Regions from separate parts of the Mus musculus genome. Here region 1 is linked to region 2. Evidence: chromatin contacts called from public ChIA-PET data. All regions are on one chromosome and are shown on one strand. Each heading gives the region's core, a stretch centred on a gene start, on an enhancer-like site or on the middle of the called end of the contact. The rest is flanking DNA. Distances are from core to core; before and after follow the strand shown. Region 1 overlaps Mtmr7 (myotubularin related protein 7). Region 2 holds the start of Zdhhc2 (zinc finger, DHHC domain containing 2).

Region 1 (3,313 bases), core at 384-2,883, 160 kb after region 2:
TTGCTCTCATGGAACTGTGTACTTTTAAAACGTTATGGCCTTACATAATTATTTTCAGGGCAGTTTCAGCTAAACCTCTGTAATGAACTTCATTAAATGCAACAAATCAACAGATCCAACGAGCCTGATGTTATATGAACTACACACTTATTCTGCATCTAAATTCAAGGTCCAGCCTTCTCATCAGCCCCGCCCCATCTCTTCTGAACATGTATAATACGTGATAAGCAAAGCACTCTTACTACTACAGTTCCTGCATATATAACATATGCTCACACTTTAAATCACTTAGGAGTTACAATGGGAGAAACGGCAGGCAGTTTTCCTTAAAAGCAAGTAGGAGAAAACCTCTTCAAAGTCAGTCTGTAATTCACATAACAAACACAAGGTGGCGATATTTAATCTATCATACAAACTATTTTTTAGGAGCTCTACTTATTTAATGTGGCAAAAGCTGAACTTTCAAAGCAGAAACACAGGTTTAGAAATAATAAACACCCAAAAAAGATATTCCAGACTGAGACAGACAGACAGACAGACAGACAGACAGCTACCTTTAGGAGAACTGGGCCAAAGCCTAGCACAGGTGTCAAAGAGTGCTCTTTCTTCTCCTCACTAACTTAACTGTGGCACACTCTTGGAAATACTAGATGATTTTATTGCCTACAGGTATGACCTACAAATAAGCTTCTCAAAATGTCCCCTTCGCCATCCAGGGACATCTTTCACGTATTTAAGAGTACAGGATGAAATCTTGATCCAGGCTAATTTAAATTTTCAACCCATATATGATGCAAAACGGTCTCTTTCCCTGGGTACAGGCTCCGTGAGGTGATGAGGGCTCTCCCTTCCCGTGGCTTCTAACAGGCTCGCCTGCTCTGTGTAGTTGGTAGAAGGGACCATGTGGAAGAGATGCAGTTAGATAAACAGCTCTTTGCAAAGCTAGGCAATGTCAGTTGTCTTACTGGTTGACAGTGCTTCTGATTGCTAATAACTGGCTGTCTCTGCCTTCTCCGCATAGGCATCCAAAGGGTGACTTTCCTAAGGCACACAGTATAGGCTCCTAGAAGTACTGTGCCACCTTTCACTCGCATACGAGATCCACTGTGGCCTGAGCCTAGACCAGCAGCCATTGCCAGCTACATTAGCCCCAGGTCCCTCTCCGGGGGCCTCCATGATAGGTAAGCTGTGTTAGCAAGGTTTTATCAAGTTTGTTAAGGTCCAAATTAAGCCAAAGGATATTTGTCCATCCTTGCACTTACAAAGAACAGGACTGAAGACTCTCCCCTCACCTGCTACAAAACACAAATGTCTCTCTCCCACTCTCTTTCCTCTGTCAATGGCCACCTTCAAACTTTATGCATATAACCAGGAAATAAGATCCCAGGTTCCCACTTTTCAGGTACCCTGAACTTCATAGCTGTATCTTGAAGATGTCTCCTGCATGGGACCCAGTGAATAGACATTACCTCATTACCAAGAAAGAGAGAAATACCCTATGACTTCCTGTTAGACAATGAAACAACCCCTGGCGCCGTGACACTAAGGCCACAACCACAAAGCAGTCCATGGAGCTGAGGCATGTCACAGGGCCGGTCACCACAGAAGCAGGTGACTGACTCAACCTTGCCCCTGCCTTTAGGACTCACACTTCCTCCATAGCTTAGACAGATGACAGCCTTAACTTCAGGACTCATACTTCCTCCATAGCTGGTAGGCAGGCACACAGCTTAGAGCCCTCCTGCTCCACTGGCTTGAGGTGACTTTGGCTCAGCCTGGAGCTGGGTGTGTGATCAACTTAGGTGTCAACCCTCTAGAGTCTGGAAGCGGGGACAAGGGTCCCCTAGAGATGTTCTGGGAAACAGAAACAAAAAAGCCACTGGCTTTGATGTCAAATAAGCTTGTATTTAACTGAATGTGGCCTTGGGTCTAAACCGTGTGGTCTCAGTGAATTACCTAACCTCTTTAAAGCTAAGTCCAGGAAAAGACAAGAAGCCTCCCAATCTGCAGAATTCTTCCAAGAGTGAAATGAGAACGTGCTGAACATTTTTGCAAGCTCAACAGAATGCCAGCATATCTGACAGAAGAGGCTGAAGTACAGAGACACGGTCCTTGTCTTAGACCTCCACAAATACCGTTCTGACTCAATTCCATGTGTTAATGTACCAATCTCTAGCAACAGCTGAGACCAAGGAGACTTTTCTCAGTACATACTTAAGGCTTTCACTGCCTCTGCGGCCCATCACTGTCCCATCAGTGAACAAACAATTCAAAAGGCTTTCATCTGGGTGGGTGGCTTGGGAAGCCCTTGTGTGGACTTAACCCCGCTCAGAGACCAAGGATCAGGACCCTGGGAGCTGCCTCCCAAGCCTTTGTCTTTATTATTATTATTATTATTATTAATTATTATTATTATTATTATTATTATTATTATTATTATTATACTAGGAAATAAAGCTGGATGCAGAAGGCAAGGACTGAGGACAACCTGCATGCCGCCATGCAACCCTTCTGTGGCAAACATCTGCATACTTTCCTGGTGGCCTAGGAAAACTACCGCACCTGAGGGGTGGGAATCAACCAACGTGGTCATGAAAAAAAAGAAGAAAGGAAGGAGGGGAAGACAGGGAGAGAGGAAAAGAGAGAGGGAGGGAGAAAGAGAGGGATAGAAGAAAAGAGAGAGGGAGAAAGAGAAAAGAGGGAGAGAAAAGAGGGGGAGAGAGGAGGGGAACACAAAGCTTGAAGCAGTTTTTACAAGCCACATCTTTGCACCTGAGAAGAGAGCACCCAACTTTCTTTATCTACTGGATCAGAGTCAACTTCTTACCACTTAACAATAAACAAAGTGAGTACTAAATATACCCTTCAAACTGAATCCTTAGGACTAAGAAGGTGGCTTTAAATACAGACAAGGCCTGGTCCTGTGGCTGCCACGTTCTAATAAGGACTTACACTACAGGGACCTAACTTGGATCACTGGCTCTTAGGAGGTCAATCTGTTTATCCCTGTTTAAAGCTGGAAAAGTAGGGTAGGAAAAGGATTTCCAGTCTCCACTCAGTAAAGCCCTGAAGCCTGAGTTTGTCTGCAAAATGTCCTCTGAGAAGCACATAACTTATCAGAAAATACAGAACAGCTCTACCGTACACAAAAGATACAGGGCGCGGGGAGGAGGGCAGTCAGGGTTGGAGAAAGGGGTTTGCACCTGATTCAGACAGAGGCAGAAACTGACAGGCAACAGAAGTTAATCTGTCACATCTTTCAAGGGCAGACCTTCTTCCAGTCCTTCACCCCTGGATCAGAGATTTGATCTAT
Region 2 (3,416 bases), core at 506-3,005:
TAATCTGGTTAAGATGTGAAGCTGATTTCTAGGGGAGGAGCTAAGGATAGCAGGGGAAATTCTGTTTTCATTTTAATCTGCCCTAGAGAGTATCCAAACAGAATAAAACATCACAGCAAAATAAAGTGACTCACAGGCTAAGAACATTTCAGTGACTTAAAGTCCATCATGAGTCTGACTACTATTTCCTATGTACTTTTTTTTTCAAATTCTTTTTTATTTTTTATTAGATATTTTCTTCATTTACATTTCAAATGCTATCCCCTTTCTTAGTTTCCCCTCCGAAAATGCCCTATTCCCTCCCCTTGCTCCCCAACCCACTCATTTCCGCTTCCTGGCCCTGGCAATCCCCTATACTGGGGCATAGAACCTTCACAGGACTAAGGGCCTCTCCTCCCATTGATGACCGAATAGGCCATCCTCTGCTATATACGCATGAGTCCCACCTCCTGTTTTCTCTGATTGGTGGTTTAGTCCCAGGGAGCTCTGGGGGTGCCGGTGAGCGAGGTTGTTTCTGCGTTGATGCAGTAGCTGTTTCAGGAACATTGGCTTGATATTTAATCCAGTCTTGGGAAGATAATTGAAAAGCCAGGAGGACATAATTGGAGCTGGGTTTCTATACTTCAGCATTCTTATCACGTTTATCAAGTAATTCTACCCAATCTGGTTGTGTGGAGTAAATATAGTATTCATTAATGATATCTGGTACCTGTTACACATACTAATTGTTTATATAATGGGAGGAGTAATCTCAGAAACACGTTCCTTTCCCATTCACCAACAATTAACTGTGGGATGTTTGTTCTAACTACCATTAGAATCACGTTCCAGTGGTTTTGACAACCGCTTTAAACTCTACTATATGCTAAATTTAGAATCGCTATCACAACCAAAATCACTGTCAGGCTGGATAGGATGGGAAAGAACGCAGAGAAGGAATCGCTTGGCTCTTGGGAGATGGGGACGGTAAACTTTACTCTTAGAATCACAAGACAGTTTAACACAAAAAGAGAGAATCTTCTCTCAGCAAAGATCTGCCAGCCCTAACTCTAGTTACTGTCAATGGATTCACAACGTAAAATTCAACTTGCTCCCTCTGGCTAGGGCCTCTGGCAACCCTCTTCATGGCGATCTGGGCACCTAGGTAGGCGTTCTCATGCCCAAACACCATCATTTCGCTGGTCTGTTCTGGAAACTGACCGCACTTTGGCTACTCTCAGCCAGTTTACTGGCACCCACAAGTTAAAGCGAGAATTTTCCTGACAGATGCAAGGGTGAGGGCCTGGGCGCCTAAGGACTTGGCGCAATCCTCCCTGGGCCTGGCCGGTGAGGAGTGGGATAGCAACTGGCTGGTCCCGGGGGCGGGGCGAAGAGGGGCTGACGCTCGTCCTCCTACAAGCGACACCTTGCAGCTCGTCCCCCTCCGATCCGCGCCCTGGGAGTGGCTTGCGGCTGGGGAGGGTGACCCAAAGCGAGTGTCAATTCTCATCACAGTCCCGCGATCCAGGGCCAAGTGCAGGGGCGGGAGGGCCAAGGTGGGCACCGGGTCGCCACCTCGAGCGCCCCTGCGGTGGCCCAGGGCAAGGGCGCACGGGTAGCCGAGAGTCCGAGGGCGCCGTGGGAGTCCGCGTCCGGATCCCTGCACCCGCCCGAGGGCGCAGCCCGCCGCGCAGTGGGAGGCAGCGAGGCGGGGACCGGGCGGGGACCAGGCGGGGGCGGAGCGGAGCTTCCCGCCGCCTCGTCGCCTTCGTCCTCCTACTCTGAGCCGCCGCCTCAGCCCGGCAGAGCAGCGGGAGTCCGCGGCGCCCGCTCGCTGCCGCGGGATGGGGAGCTAGCGCCACGGCGGCCGCGGTGGCCGCAGCACAGCCAGCCGCCGCCCCCGGGCCTGTCCCGTCGGGTGCTCCGGGAGCCCCGAGCCCGGCCCCGAGCCAGGCCCACGGGCGGCGGCGGCGGCAGAGCTGGGCAGGTGTCTGCGGCTGGAAGATGGCGCCCTCGGGCTCGGGCGGCGTGAGGCGGCGGTGCCGGCGGGTGCTCTACTGGATCCCGGTGGTGTTCATCAGCTTGCTGCTGGGCTGGTCCTACTACGCCTACGCCATCCAGCTGTGCATAGGTGAGTGGGTGCCCGCGTCCCGAACCCCACACGCTGTCCCCTCGCGGTCCCGGGACTACAGCCCCGCTCTGCGATTGCTTCCACTCTGTGCATCCGCTGGGTTCTCCCCACCCCGCCGCGCGCCCTGGGCGCTTCCCAATACCTGCTTGCCTGCCGCCCCAAACCTCTCTCCCCACCACCACCACCCCAAGCGGAGGTCAGCCGGCCTCCTGGAGACCTCCTGCACTCTGTCACTCCCTTGGTCTCCCCTTGCCGCTTTTGGGTTACTGGGTCACCTCCACCCCAGGACGCACGGCCAGGAGTACCCCCTTCTGCCTTTTACTCACCACTGCCACCCCAGCCACACCCTCTCACCGAGCAGGACAGAACAGGGGACCACTGTGGTCACTGAGGCTGGGAAGCTGCCCTGGAGGCCGGAGAAGCTGCCCTGAAGGCTGGGCCAAGAATCAGAGCTGCGCCAGATATGCGATGGGGAAACACTGGCCTTAACCTCGCTCGGATGGCAGAGCCAGCTTCTTTTCTGATGGCCATAGACCCACTTTTTAAAAAATGATAACAGTACTCACGAGCGTTGTAACCGCCTGTGTGGTTTGAGGGTTGATAATTAGCCACTTTCTAATTCAAAAGGAGGCAGGAAGGGCGAGCCACTAGAAAGTATCTTTCGAAGACCTGTGAGAAATATAGAAGACTATAGTTTAGATGCTGGGAAAATAGAGAGCGGGGCAGGAAAACCATCATCTGAAGTGCATAGCATCCAGAGAACCAAGTGCCCCAGTCCAAGATAAAGCTCCTGAATTGGTGGGTGGGGCACTTTCAGCACTGAAGATTTGTTTTTTTAAGGTTGATTATTCATAAGCAGGGAATACAGTTATGAAGCTTAATGTAAACTTTCTGCCTTAGGAGGTTCCGTGAAAGCTGATGTGTGTTATCAGGAAGAAATGTTCACACAGGGGATGACTCTTCTGCCAGGGATACGTGAATATTTTGTCTGATGTTTACCCACTGAACTTACTAACCTTTGCCCTAACCAAGTACTAGCCTAGGGTGGGACAAGGAGGAAATAGGGTCTGTTTCCTTAAAGCTTTGCAACTTGAGTAGTTTCAAAGCTTCGTGCATGAAGTGCAAAACCTTCTCTGAAGCCATCTCAGCTCCAAATGTCGGTCCTATGAGAAATGGTGTCAAGATGATAACACCAAAATAATTTTGACATCACTTTCAAGATAATTGAACCTATCTTCCCATTTCATATAGTTTTAAAATTTGCTATTATTACCTTGTCGACTAGATTCAGAAACAACATTTTAAT

Evidence for each region. ChIA-PET counts read pairs in DNA pulled down with a chosen protein or histone mark.
Region 1: a contact with region 2 is called in an RNA polymerase II ChIA-PET map of memory CD8 T cells, with 12 read pairs. The contact joins the enhancer-like site here to the promoter of Zdhhc2 in region 2. A contact is called at or near these places in 1 of 484 Hi-C or Micro-C datasets (embryonic stem cells), 3 of 115 datasets of contacts at active chromatin or transcription factors (effector CD8 T cells, embryonic stem cells and memory CD8 T cells) and 2 of 9 other capture datasets (adipose tissue and pancreatic islet).

The regions. Positions count from the first base shown.
Region 1 is chr8:40,583,253-40,586,565 of GRCm38.p6, forward strand. All of the region lies in intron 6 of Mtmr7 (myotubularin related protein 7), which reads right to left. Among named protein-coding and RNA genes, the nearest start is that of Mtmr7, 50 kb to the right of the region's middle. Within about 2 kb of position 1,634, at least 101 of the 459 cell types and tissues checked have an H3K27ac peak or open chromatin away from gene starts, as enhancers often do. A contact at or near this core is called in effector CD8 T cells and memory CD8 T cells, where this site is marked.
Region 2 is chr8:40,422,060-40,425,475 of GRCm38.p6, forward strand. It overlaps Zdhhc2 (zinc finger, DHHC domain containing 2), which reads left to right and starts at 1,756. Exons shown (of 13, transcript NM_178395.4): 1 at 1,756-2,110. The coding sequence starts at 1,984.